Regions from separate parts of the Mus musculus genome. Here region 2 is linked to region 1. The links are chromatin contacts, called in public Hi-C maps. All regions are on one chromosome and are shown on one strand. Each heading gives the region's core, a stretch centred on a gene start, on an enhancer-like site or on the middle of the called end of the contact. The rest is flanking DNA. Distances are from core to core; before and after follow the strand shown. Region 1 overlaps Pde3a (phosphodiesterase 3A, cGMP inhibited). Region 2 overlaps Pde3a (phosphodiesterase 3A, cGMP inhibited).

Region 1 (5,892 bases), core at 2,676-5,175:
TGTGGACCGGCCACACTATGAGTAGCCAGACTGTGTCCATCCTTACCTATGGGATGTTACATCGGAATGCCTTAGTTACTGTTTTGTTGCTGTAGAGAGACACCAAGAGCAAGCATTTAATTTGAGGCTGGCTTGCAGTTTCAGGTTTGTCTATTATCATCATGGTGGGAAGCATGGTAGCAGGCATGGCACTGGAGCAGTAGCTGAGGGCTATACCCTGAGCTGAGCCATAAAGCATGCAGGAGAGAGACAGAGACAGAGACAGACAGAGAGACAGAGAGACAAACTGAGACTGTAAAGGATTTTGAAATCTAAAAACCCACCCCCAGTAACACGCCTCCTCCAACAAAGCCACACCTCCTGATCCTCCCCAAACAGTTCCACCAACTGGGGATGAAGCGTTCAAATATATGAGCCTTTAGGGGTCATTTTCAATCAATCTACCACAGAGAACAACAACTTCTCCCTGAAGAAAAATCACACTTGTGACCACTGAAGTTAAGGAAAAGCAGAGACCACAGGGGTGAAAGGCAAGCAGGAAGAACAAAGCTGAGGTTCACTTATTTAACTCTGTTGACTATGCTTTTCTGTAAGGTAGGAAGAATGACTATGCCACCCTGGTGTTTCAGACCCAACCCCTTACACCCCACCCAATGGCCAGCTCAGGACCCCTATCACAAGATGAAAGCATGCGACACTTCCAGTGTGTCCTCATAATGACTGACCCATGAAGCAGCATTTGCAAAAGCAGAGAATAATGGGTCACTAAGCCAGGTGACTTAACCAGAGCTCACCAACAGGAGCCAGCAATCAGAGGCAAGTTTTGTGATTCTATCCTAGAATAGAGTCCATCAACAAATGAATGACATTCACATCATCCATCTTTTCTACTTCCCAGAGAAATCTTTGCAATACTGTGTGTTGAAAGGCAAAGCCTAGGAGCCAGGCATGGTGGCGCACACCTTTAATCCTAGCATTTGGGAGGCAGAGGCAGGCAGATTTCTGAGTTCGAGGACAGCCTGGTCTACAAATTGAGTTCAAGGACAGCCAGGGCTATACAGAGAAACCCTGTCTTGAAAAAACAAAAACAAAACAAACAAACAGAAAAAAAAAACAAAAACAAAAAAACAAAAAGAAAAAAAAAAGAAAAGAAAAGTCAAGCCTAGATTCTACTAGAAGGCATTGCAGAGTCAGAAAAGAATTGAGAATTCTAAAGATTTCACACAAGGGAACAGAGTTTGCTCATCTGTTTATTTTTATTTGTTGTATGACTTTGTTTGCTTGTTTGTTTGTTTTTTGTTTTGAGCAATAGTCTTACTTTGTAGTTCAAGTTGACCTGGAACTTATTATGTAGGCCAGGCTAGCCTCCATCTCACAGTTATCTTCCTCCCTTAGCATTCCCAGTGTTGGGATTAAACATGTACATCTCCAAACCCAGGCTCTGTGTGTGTGTGCCAGTGTGTGTGTGTCTGTACGTACAAGACAGAAGGCCATCTCACTGAACACCAAAACACCTTATAAGCCTTTTATGGAGAAGCTATGTGCAAAAATTGACATGTAGAGACTAGGAGGATGGATCAGTGGGTGAAGTGCTTGTTCTAACAGCACAAGAGCCCCAGTCCAGACACCCAGCATCCACACTAAAAAGTTACTCCTGATGGTACACAGATATAATCCCAGCACAGCTCCTGGAGCTCAGTTGCTGGATAGTATAGGTGAATCAGAAAAATCCAGGTCCAATGAGAGACCCTGTCTCAAAAGAACGAAACAGTAATAAAAGAGAGTGGTAGCAATTTAGAGAAGCACTTAGCAGTCACCTCCAGCCTCTACATATACAAGAGCATGTACCAAGAAATGGGTGTTCTTTTCTCCCTGGAAGAAGAGTCCGGAGGTACAAAAAAAGAACACTGAGATTTGTCTTCCATTAAGGTTTTTATGGAATACTCAGTAAAGATGCCTTTACTGAGGCTGGTGTGTGTGGGCAGGGGTAAGAAATCTTGTGTTCAGAGAAGGCAGACAAACCCAAGAAGAACTCAGTACATGACTTACCTCCAGTAGGAAAGTGTCCCAGTCTTTTTTTCCTTTCTTTCTTCACTGAACATTGGATGCACAGCATATTCTAAATGGCCTCTGCGGCATTATATATTTAAAGCCGTCTCTGGGCATTCTGACAAGGATAATGAGAAAGCTTGTTCTATCAACACAGAGACCTCAGCTGATGTCATGGAGGAGCCCCACACTCAGCTCGCCATCCTTTCCAAATCCTTTAACCTATCCTACTTGCTTCAGACAATTTGTTCTTTTTGTAAATAAGGAGTAAATAAATGCAAGGGTGATGTGTGCCAGGCTGGTTACCTACCACATGGTAAACTACGTTTTCAATGCAAGCGAGGCACTTAGGCTGTTAGGACAGACCATTGCCCATAGATGCAATGCTCACTGTGACCATTAGGGGAAGCTGTATGGAGCATTCCTTGCATGGCATATGGTATTTGGGTGAGCCATACATTGGCAGGAAACTCAAGAGACTGAAGAACCAGGAAATGGGATAATATTTGAAACATAAATAAAGAAAATATCCATTTTTTAAAAAGGAATAAAAAAGAGAGAGAGACTGAAGAACAACTAACTTGAAGCCGGATACGCTTCAAGCCATGACAATTTTGGTGAATAAAGCACTCACAGAACACCATGTCCCTGCATGCCCAAGAGCTGTCTGCATTTGCTATTGTGAGTACTTAGACATGGGAAGACGACTGAAGACGACTGAACACCCGTGTGTAGGAAAGCTGCACACTGCACATGCTCTGCCAGTTTCCTGCTAGCTTCTAGTACTTCCCAAACTCTATGAGGTTCTGGAAGTGACTGCAAGGAATGCCCTAAGAGCATGCGTGGAAGAAGCCAGCATTACACAGGATGGACAATATCAGCTGACAATTGTGTTGTCCTTTATTGCTTTTCTTATACAATATCAAGTAGTCTATCTCATGCTTGGGCCCCTGGAAAACAAACGTAAAACTGAAGACGTATTCATATTTGAATAATATATTCAATTCAAGTTCTTCTTTTCTTTTTTCTTTTGTTTCTTACTCCTTTTATTTTATTTTTTTTCCAATTTTTTATTAGGTATTTTCTTCATTTACATTTCAAATGCTATCCCGAAAGTCACCTATACCCTCCCCTGGCCCTGCTCCCTTACCTGCCCACTCCCACTTCTTGGCCCTGGTGTTCCCCTGTACTGGGGCATATAAAGTTTGCAAGACCAAGGGGCTTCTCTTCCCAATGATGGCCGACTAGGCCATCTTCTGATACATATGCAGCTAGAGACACGAGCTCAGGGGGTACTGGTTAGTTCATAGTGTTGTTCCACCTATAGGGTTGCAGATCCCTTCAGCCCCTTGGGTACTTTCTCTAGCTCCTCCACTGGGGGCCCTGTGATCCATCCAATAGCTGACTGTGAGCATCCACTTCTGTGTTTGCCAGGCACTGGCTCAGCCGTTAAAGGCTAGGCTCACAACCAAAAATATAAAAGTTCTTCTTTTCAAACCCAGAGTTCAAACTTTGTGCTAAAGCTGAACACTCCGATCCGTTTCTAAAGCAATCGATATCTGCCTTTTACCAAAGGCGTTTGCCTGGTGTCTTCCTAGAAATGCGTAACCACTTTCTGTTTGGAGAAACAAAGAAAGAAATAAAAACAGGAGTTATCATCCTTCAAGCTTTGACACTGTTGGCTCCTGGTGCTTTTATGGCTGTAAGAGCAGCCTTTGGGAGCTTGTTTTATTACCTTACCCTGGGTCTGATTTCCTGGGGGGGGAAAAAAAAACCAAGATGGCAGGTCTGGTTGATGGGGCCATGCCCACGCTTATCCACACTGTCTAGAGCACAACGCTAAGCCATCCAACAGTCTCTGATCCACAAGTGACATCTGCAAGTGTTTTCTGAATGCTTGCAGCTGTGTCTCTGACTCAGCTAACAGGCCTAACACTCCACATGGCTGTGCTCTCTGAGTTCTCATGAGAACCATGGCGTGGGCCCCAGCGTTAGTGTGAACCGCTACGGGACCCACAGACTTGAAAATGATCACAGAGAAATAGAGAAAGACATGAGGAGTGGCAGGCCTGTCTTGACTGCTGTACTAGCCACAGTGTCTGAGGACTTGAGTTTACCCTTCAGAACGATAGATGGAAGCAGCATACATTTGTAATCCCAGAGCTGGATGTGGGAGACACATGCCTCTGGGGCTCAGTGGACAGTGGACCAAGCCAAACTGGGGAGACTGGGGAACAACAAAGATAACGGCAAGGATAACTCCAGCTCCATACACAAGTACACTCACACACACATAGGAACACAGATACACACATACATACATATGCACAAGTACACACACAAACACAGACACACATATACAAATATATACATACACACAGACAGACACATAAACATACATACATGCATACATACACACATACCCAAAGACACACATATACACACAGACACACAAACAGATACACACATGTTCATACACACAGATACACACAAACACTCATACACACGCTCATATGCACAACACACACTCATACTAATACACACACACATACACACACAAACATACACATAAACATGAACACAAAAATACATATATATACACACACATACAAACACAAACACACACATATATATATACACAGACCCACATACATTCACAAATGCACACACACACACATATATATATATATGAAGCACATGGTGGAGGACAGTCTGTAAAGATGTCTTCTGTCATACATACATACACACATGCACACACACACACACAAAGTAAAATTGTAAAAATTTTCAAAAACAGACAAACCTAGTGGGTTGCCTTAAAAATGAAAACCGATTAAAGGAACATGTACAAAAAGGATTCATGTTCTATTAAGTCAGAAAAACTACAGCCCCAGATTTCTGTTTGTCTCAAACCGCATGCAATGGTTGGTTTTTAAATTGTAGGGTCAGTATTGCCCAGCTGCAATGCTAACCAATGTGATTCTCCTCTCCTCTGTTTTGAAGACACTGGTGGACGAGGTTGTAAAAGGTTACACTGCCTTCAAAAATTTTAAAGCTTCTTCTTTGCCAAGGGTCGAGTGTTTTAATGACCTTTGGAAGACAATGAGGCAGTGTGCTAAGCCCTGTGTTTAAATATCTAAACCCTCACGAGCAAGCAGCAGAGTCACCTTGGAGAAGCCTCTCCGAGGGCACTGCTCTTCGAGAATACCCTTGTCCTCTTATGTTTACTTGGGAAGGCTATCCCAGCAAACAGTTAAATACCATAGGCTACAAGTCATGGAAAAGGGAGTTTAACTACGGTTCACATAAAACTGTGAACTCAGAAGAAGGTTACTTGGGAAAAACACACAAATAAAATATAAAAACATTTAGGGGGAGCACATCAGAGTTCAAGCCTACGAACATACAACAAAACATAGCAGATGCTGCATTGAGGGGGCTGCCTGAATGTCACAAAAACAGACAGCCTGACCTTGAACACACAAGCTGGGATTTGAAGCTTCAGTGAGATTCAAAAAGGAAACATAGTCTGCCAGCCAAAACTAAACATACATTGACTTTCTCTCTCATAATCCCTTCCTCTCCGGGGCTTTGGTAGTAGGTGCTCAGTAAGGACTCATCGTGCTTTACCTAACTTCTTCCTTAAGGTGGCGCCATTACTTAATATTGTTTTTTGTTTGTTTGTTTTTTTCATCTCTTGGTTTTGATGGATAAATGGCTCTTGGCTTAGAAGTATATGTGACAGAAACTCAGAACATAGACATAGATAAAAATGAATACATCTTTAAGAAAAATAATGAAAATAATTCAAATAATGTAGTTTGGGTTATGGTGTTTTCCCAC
Region 2 (6,302 bases), core at 297-2,796, 70 kb before region 1:
CTTACCTCCATATAAACAATCGTGTATACACATAACAAAAATAAAAAAAATCAGTAGTTTATACATAGTGTATTGTACATGAATAGTATGTTCTTTGTGGGGAGCTAAAAGGTCTTGAATGAATGTGTATTACTAACAAGAACATGGCCATGATAAGGACACCAATGTCTCTGACCCATGGAAATGGACAGGCCTTCCCTGAGTCAGGCTCAGAATGACAATGCCTACCCCCCTCAGAGTACAGATGCTGACAAATAATTAACCTTTCACTAAAGGCAGTGTGTGCAGTATCAACTGCAGCTTCCTCATCCAGGATGTTGACTACAACCTGAGACCACATCTCTTCAGAGACGTCTCACCCCACCTCCTCCCTGATGCTGTAGCTGATACATGCACTGAGTTTCCTGACTGCTGCTGCTGTGTCTCCATCACAGTCCATAGCTCACACCATCCCTTCTGCTCTGTATGGGTGCCTGTCATTTCTTCACTCCTGTTCACCCCAGCCAGATCAATTCCAAAGCTGTGGAGTTCACAGCAGTTCCTTCTATAAAAGCACACCTCGGGTTCCACTCGGTTTGTTCTATCATAGTGTTCACAAATGTGTTGTTAGCATCAGTTTGTGGGATGTTAAAATCCCAGCTCCGGTTGCACTACCATAAAAATGAGTTTAGGGAGGTCAGATATCTTTTCCTTCCTCTGTGGCCTCAGTTGTAAATTGGCTTGTATCTATCAATGTACCTTAACGAGCAATGTCTCATTATTAAATTACTACAGATACAGCAGGACCCAGAAAGATAACGGACATATCGGCATCTCAAACACTAAAACATCAATCACAAAAGAAGGAGTCGTTTAAATGGAAACAGAGAATCCCTATAGCAGTAAATGGGATTCTAATTCACTAATCCTGGTTGGCTTCTAGATCTTCTGTGTGGTTGACTATGACTCTGATCCAAGGAGTCACTACTGATCCAGGGCCAACAACCCAAATGCCACTATAAGTGTGCACCATAGTGCACTATTCACCACCATTATCCGTGCCATTCAAACCACAGAACGCTCCCATATCCTCCATGAAGCCAGATGCTGGGTTTCAAAGGTAGGAATGGAGTGGAAGCAGAGGTGCTCTGAAGTGTGGGGGAATAGCTCAGGTATGTCCTATTTTTCAAGTCCTGCTCTAGAGCATGGGTCTGTCCTCACAGACACCCTCCCTTCCCATCAGACGCCAGAACACCACCAGCTGGCCGGGTAGAATCTGAAAAATATTGTGACTGTAGACTTTTTTCACTTTAAAGTTACACACACAAACACAAAATGTCTGCTTCTACATTTTAGTCAGCCATCTCCCATATGAAGTGATGGGCTTAAACAGTAAAATAATGATATAATGGGAGGAAAGGAGTCTTGCCCCTGGCATCGGGTATTATAAACAGCAAGGAGTGCCAGCGTAAACCTTTCTGCAAGAGACTATGTTCTTTGTCAAGCCATGTCTTCTTTTTAAAATATGCTTGCTGCCATATGTCAGTGCTGGGCCAGCTGCAGTGCTAAGAGGAGCCTTGACTCGAGTTGTATAATGTTTTACAGGTTTGCCTCGGGGGTCACTCTCTGCGAGGCCTTTACGTCACAGTGAGAACTCTGACAAACAGAGAACAGAAAGATGCCAAGAAAGGCAGAGTTGGAGAGGGGAGGACTGACGGGGATGGAAAGGAATACTGCACAGTGCTCACAGCCTCTATTTATCTGGCCCCCGCCTAATGCCAGAAGCAATGTTTTCATTACTAAGAGAAGGAAAGAGAGGGCAGGGACAAGCATGAGGTTATGTAAACATTATCAGCAAATATAAGATTAGAAACACTCAGCTAACCCTCCTGGCTATCTAATCAGAAAGGGTAAAACAGTAAAACATGCATCTTTGCAAACGTTTGGTATTTAATTATGCACCCGCCATCGTATCCATCCTGGTAAAAACACAAAGAAAATGTTTCCTAGTTAGATTAATATGTGAGTACATCTCGAGAGCTCTGCGGCTGGCTTCGCGGAGAGCCTCAGAGGCAGCAGTGCCGAATCTCGTCCTATTAATACAAACTCAAGCTGACATAAAATACGAGTCAGTAAAGCTGAGCATGAAATCACTTGAAGAACAGTGCTACAGTAAATGGCATTAAATGTTTTCAAAAGCAGAGTGGACGATAGCGTTTCCTGAGCCGCCTCTACTCCCACAAGAACCACATGCCTCATTATAAACCTATTAAGTGGGTTTTAGATCATCTGCAGAGCCTTAGGCTGTTCTTCCAGATGCTTAGAGGTCCAGAAGGCTCGGTACACAGGCCGTTATTCAATTCCCTCTGTTGTCTTGCTTTCATCACAACAAACTCATTTGATATGAATGCCAATTTTCCAGTGACTTTTAAGTTCCTGGTTACAGTATGGAAACTTATGCACAGATGAACTTTCAGAAAATTTCAATGTAGGCAAGACAGGAGGGGAAAAGGATGGTGATTCCTAGTGGGAGAGAGGGATTTGGGCAGAGACGGTAGGGAACAGCAACTAAGATCAAAACACCTTGTATACATGTAGGAACCTTTTCAATAAATAAATGTAATTTGTAAAAAGAAAAATACAAAGCCATCTCAATAAGAAAGAAAGAATACTGGCTGGTCAAAGAAAGCCTCAAAGCCTCTAGATGAGACCCAACAGAGTTGCTCACAGAGACCTTGCAGCCAGAGGAAGATGGGAGAGGCCCAGGACATAAGAGGTGAAGATTCCTGCTACGGGCATAAGCCAAAGTATAAGAAGCTCGAAACTGCACATGTTGACTACATTGCAATGTCTCCATCCTTACAGAAATGCCAAGGAATTATTTTTGTACCAGTTGAGAGGAGAAAGGAAAGTTAGCTATGATTGTTTCACGTTTTTATTAGTAATTATCTTTGTTCTAAATTGATGCCAGCATCCAAGGTTTCTTCTACCACGAACAGAGACCCTGAGTCTGTTTCAGTGCTTTTTCATCTTCAGAGACAGAAGGGTTGCTCTTCTACAGTTGACTGCACCAACAAACAAAGCTATGCTTCTTTACTCTTGTTTTATATTCTCCTGGTCTTGCCAAATCTTCTCTCCCTCCCCTGCAACCGAGAGACTCCTAGCATACTCCTCGCAGCACATGTGAGAACACCCAGCCAAGAATCTAATAACACCTTCCAAGAAAAGCATAGAAATATTTTGTAAAGTGGGTAATTTTTTCCCTGAAATAGTCGAACCATAGAGGCAACTCTCAGCCTTCTGTGTGTTAGGGTGGTATGCATACACTAGCTTGCAAGGCAGTGAAGTTTATCATGTCTATACTACCCTGTCCTCTAGTGTGCAACTGGAGTGGCCTGGGCCTGTGATGCTATTGGGAGAAGGTTTAATCTCATCCAAAGGTGGGTCTACCAGGAGCACCGGCTGGGGCTTCAGGAATGTGCTAATGAAGAACACATCAGTGTTCCAGTTCCTTTTGGTCTCTTTGCTTCCTGTCCACTATGCAGTGAACAGGACTTTTCCACCACAATCTCCTACCATGATGCTCTGTGAAATCCCAGGGCATAGGAAGAGAGCAAGCAGCCATGGACTACAACCCTGAGGCCCATGACCCAAAGAACACTTCTCTTTTGTTGATCGTCTCGTGTTTTGCAGCAAGAGGAAGCTGTATAATGCAAGATTTTCACTCAGTCTACATGCAGAGAACACTAATGTTACACAGAATAAGAGCCAAAACCCGTAAGTGGCAAGTCATACAGACAGGAACTCATGCTGCTATGGAATGACAATTCTGACATTATGGGGTCCCTGTTTAAGGCACAATTTCTATTCTTCCTCAACAGGACATTTTTGAAAAGATAGTATTAGAGGTACATGTCAAGGAAATGAAAGATGACATTAAAAAAAAAAGGCTCAAGAGAGCTTGGAATCTCTCCCCTGGCTTTTATAAAGAAATGACACCAGGATCATTCTAGAAGTCAACATGGCAGTCCCTCAAATTATGCTTTTTCAGAAACCTTAGAGACTCTCCAACAAGGGGCTGGAGCAATAGCTCCATGATTGAGAGTTCTCATACAGAGGATCCAAGTTTGGATTCCAGTACCCACATCAAGTAGCTTACAACCAATAGTAACTCCAGCTCCTGAGAATCTGATATCCTCTTCTGGCCTCTGCAGGTACCTATACTCACATGTATATACCCACATACATAGATATAAATAAATTAATACATATTATTAAAATATCTCTTAAATTAAAAATAGTGATAAAAATACAAATAATAAATAACATGCCTTCACATTATCCCAATTATGCTATATGAGTGACTACATTCAATCTTCTCAACATGTATATTACTATGCCTATTATACAGATGAGAAGACAGAGGTATAAAGGGGCTAGTTACTTGCCCAGAGCTCCAAAGCAGTGCTAAAGCCTCATCCTTTGGCCACAAGAAGGCACTACTTGGTGACTAACACAGAGGAGGAGGTAAGTTAGATTGGAGACACAGGTGAGACTTCCAAGAGCGTCAAAGATTTACTCTAGGATAAACAATTACAATAAATGTTCAATTTTAGTTATGTATATGTCTATAGAGTTACAATCTTTATTTAGAGTCAAAATAATGTAGTCATTAAAATATACTTTACCATGTATTTTTAATAGGCCAAAATAGGATATAATTAATAATGTAACATTTTTCTTTATACCCTTTAGTGTTCATTTATATCTTAATTATTGCACAATTTAAAGTTTTAAAGAACATAGTTACAATACAAGCTTTAGCAGCTTAACTGACGTTAGATATATCCAATCTGCAGATTAGATGATAAACATCATCCTTTCCAGCGAGCACACACTATGAATCTCACACTCTGCTTAACATGTTTAACATATTGTCACATGGTAAAGACACTTGAAGATTCTCTCCTCTGTCTTAGGAAACAAACGTGAACAAATAGTGACCACTCTAGTCTGTTCTGTCCTTATTTATAAACATCTGCACAGATGACCCTTAACATAACTTATAGCCCAGCATTCTTGACCTTGAAAGAGTTCATTCAAGCCCTACCTGCTAAGGACCCCCATCACTAATATCTAAATACTTTGAGGAGTAGAAAACTTTGTTAAATCAGAATATGTCTCCCACTAGGATCTCTCATGTTCTATCTATGGACCTGTACAGGGATAAGGTTCTGCATATGAACTTGACAGTGTTGGTCACGAGTATAAGACCGTACACCCTAGGAAATACTCATACGATTTTGAGTAGGTCAAATACATTCTCCTTCCTTTACAAATATGTTTAAATGCATGAAGCCACCTTAACTCCATAAACATATACATGAAATATTTACCTCATCATACAATATACCATATGTTTTCCTAAAGAAGCACATGGAATTCAAATATACTTAAATAATATGCTAAATTGTTTTGCAAGAAGTTTCCAAGAGAAGACCATCCAATTTTCCTACTATTATTCAAAATTTTTATTTAATATTTAATTTTGTATGTATGAATGCTTTTGTTTGCCTGCCTACCTGTATGTACATTGTATATATGCCTGGTGCCTGAGAAAGCCAGAAGAATATAACCTGTGGAACTAGAGTTATTGATGGTCATTAGCTGACATGTGGGTGATGGGAACCAAGTGGAGATCCTCTACAAGAGCAGCTAGTGCTCTGACCACTGAGCCATCTCTCCAGATCCTTAGAGTTATTTTTAAAACTTCCGGTGATACACTACTATCCACACAAGCATTGTTCTGTAGGGAAATTTCCAAAAGTAACATTCTTCTTTGTGAACTATGAATCTCATTATCATTTTTGGTCCACAGCTCGGGGTATTTCAAAGATCCCATCAGAAGATACCTAGGACACCAAAGACAAATGTTTCAATTCAACATAAGAAAAATCTCCTAGATATTGATGGAGCTATGTAAGTCAACAGTGGTGGTTATCCAGCAACATTATCACCAAAATGACACAAAAGAGTCTTAATTTCTCTTTTAGTTCTGTGACCCCCTTCACCCCACAAACAACAACAACAAATCTTTTAGTGGAGTGTGTGAGAGTAAGAAAGCAAATCTGGAAAGAGGACTAAAGCTGAGGCAGAGAGAAAGGAAAGGGTGGGCTTTCCCGCTGGGCAGAGAGTTGCACAATGCATTCACAATCCCCGAGTCTCACAGTGAACTTGTGGCAGACAACTGGGGGAGCCAGGAGTTTGGGTAGGATGGGAAGACAGATAATCTGAGGCAAGAAGTTCTGTCAGTGTCAAGAGGG

What was found. Hi-C and Micro-C count contacts between places; a contact is called where the count stands out from the background.
Region 2: a contact with region 1 is called in a Hi-C map of uterus, with 2.4 times the contacts expected there. The contact joins two enhancer-like sites. A contact is called at or near these places in 5 of 484 Hi-C or Micro-C datasets (embryonic stem cells, morula, muscle stem cells and 1 more) and 2 of 115 datasets of contacts at active chromatin or transcription factors (embryonic stem cells and heart atrium).

Annotation. Positions count from the first base shown.
Region 1 is chr6:141,309,859-141,315,750 of GRCm38.p6, reverse strand. All of the region lies in intron 1 of Pde3a (phosphodiesterase 3A, cGMP inhibited), which reads right to left. Among named protein-coding and RNA genes, the nearest start is that of Gm10400, 28 kb to the left of the region's middle. Within about 2 kb of position 3,925, at least 20 of the 459 cell types and tissues checked have an H3K27ac peak or open chromatin away from gene starts, as enhancers often do. A contact at or near this core is called in muscle stem cells and uterus, where this site is marked.
Region 2 is chr6:141,376,980-141,383,281 of GRCm38.p6, reverse strand. The region is part of intron 1 of Pde3a (phosphodiesterase 3A, cGMP inhibited); the gene reads right to left. Among named protein-coding and RNA genes, the nearest start is that of Gm10400, 40 kb to the right of the region's middle. Within about 2 kb of position 1,546, at least 53 of the 459 cell types and tissues checked have an H3K27ac peak or open chromatin away from gene starts, as enhancers often do. A contact at or near this core is called in muscle stem cells and uterus, where this site is marked.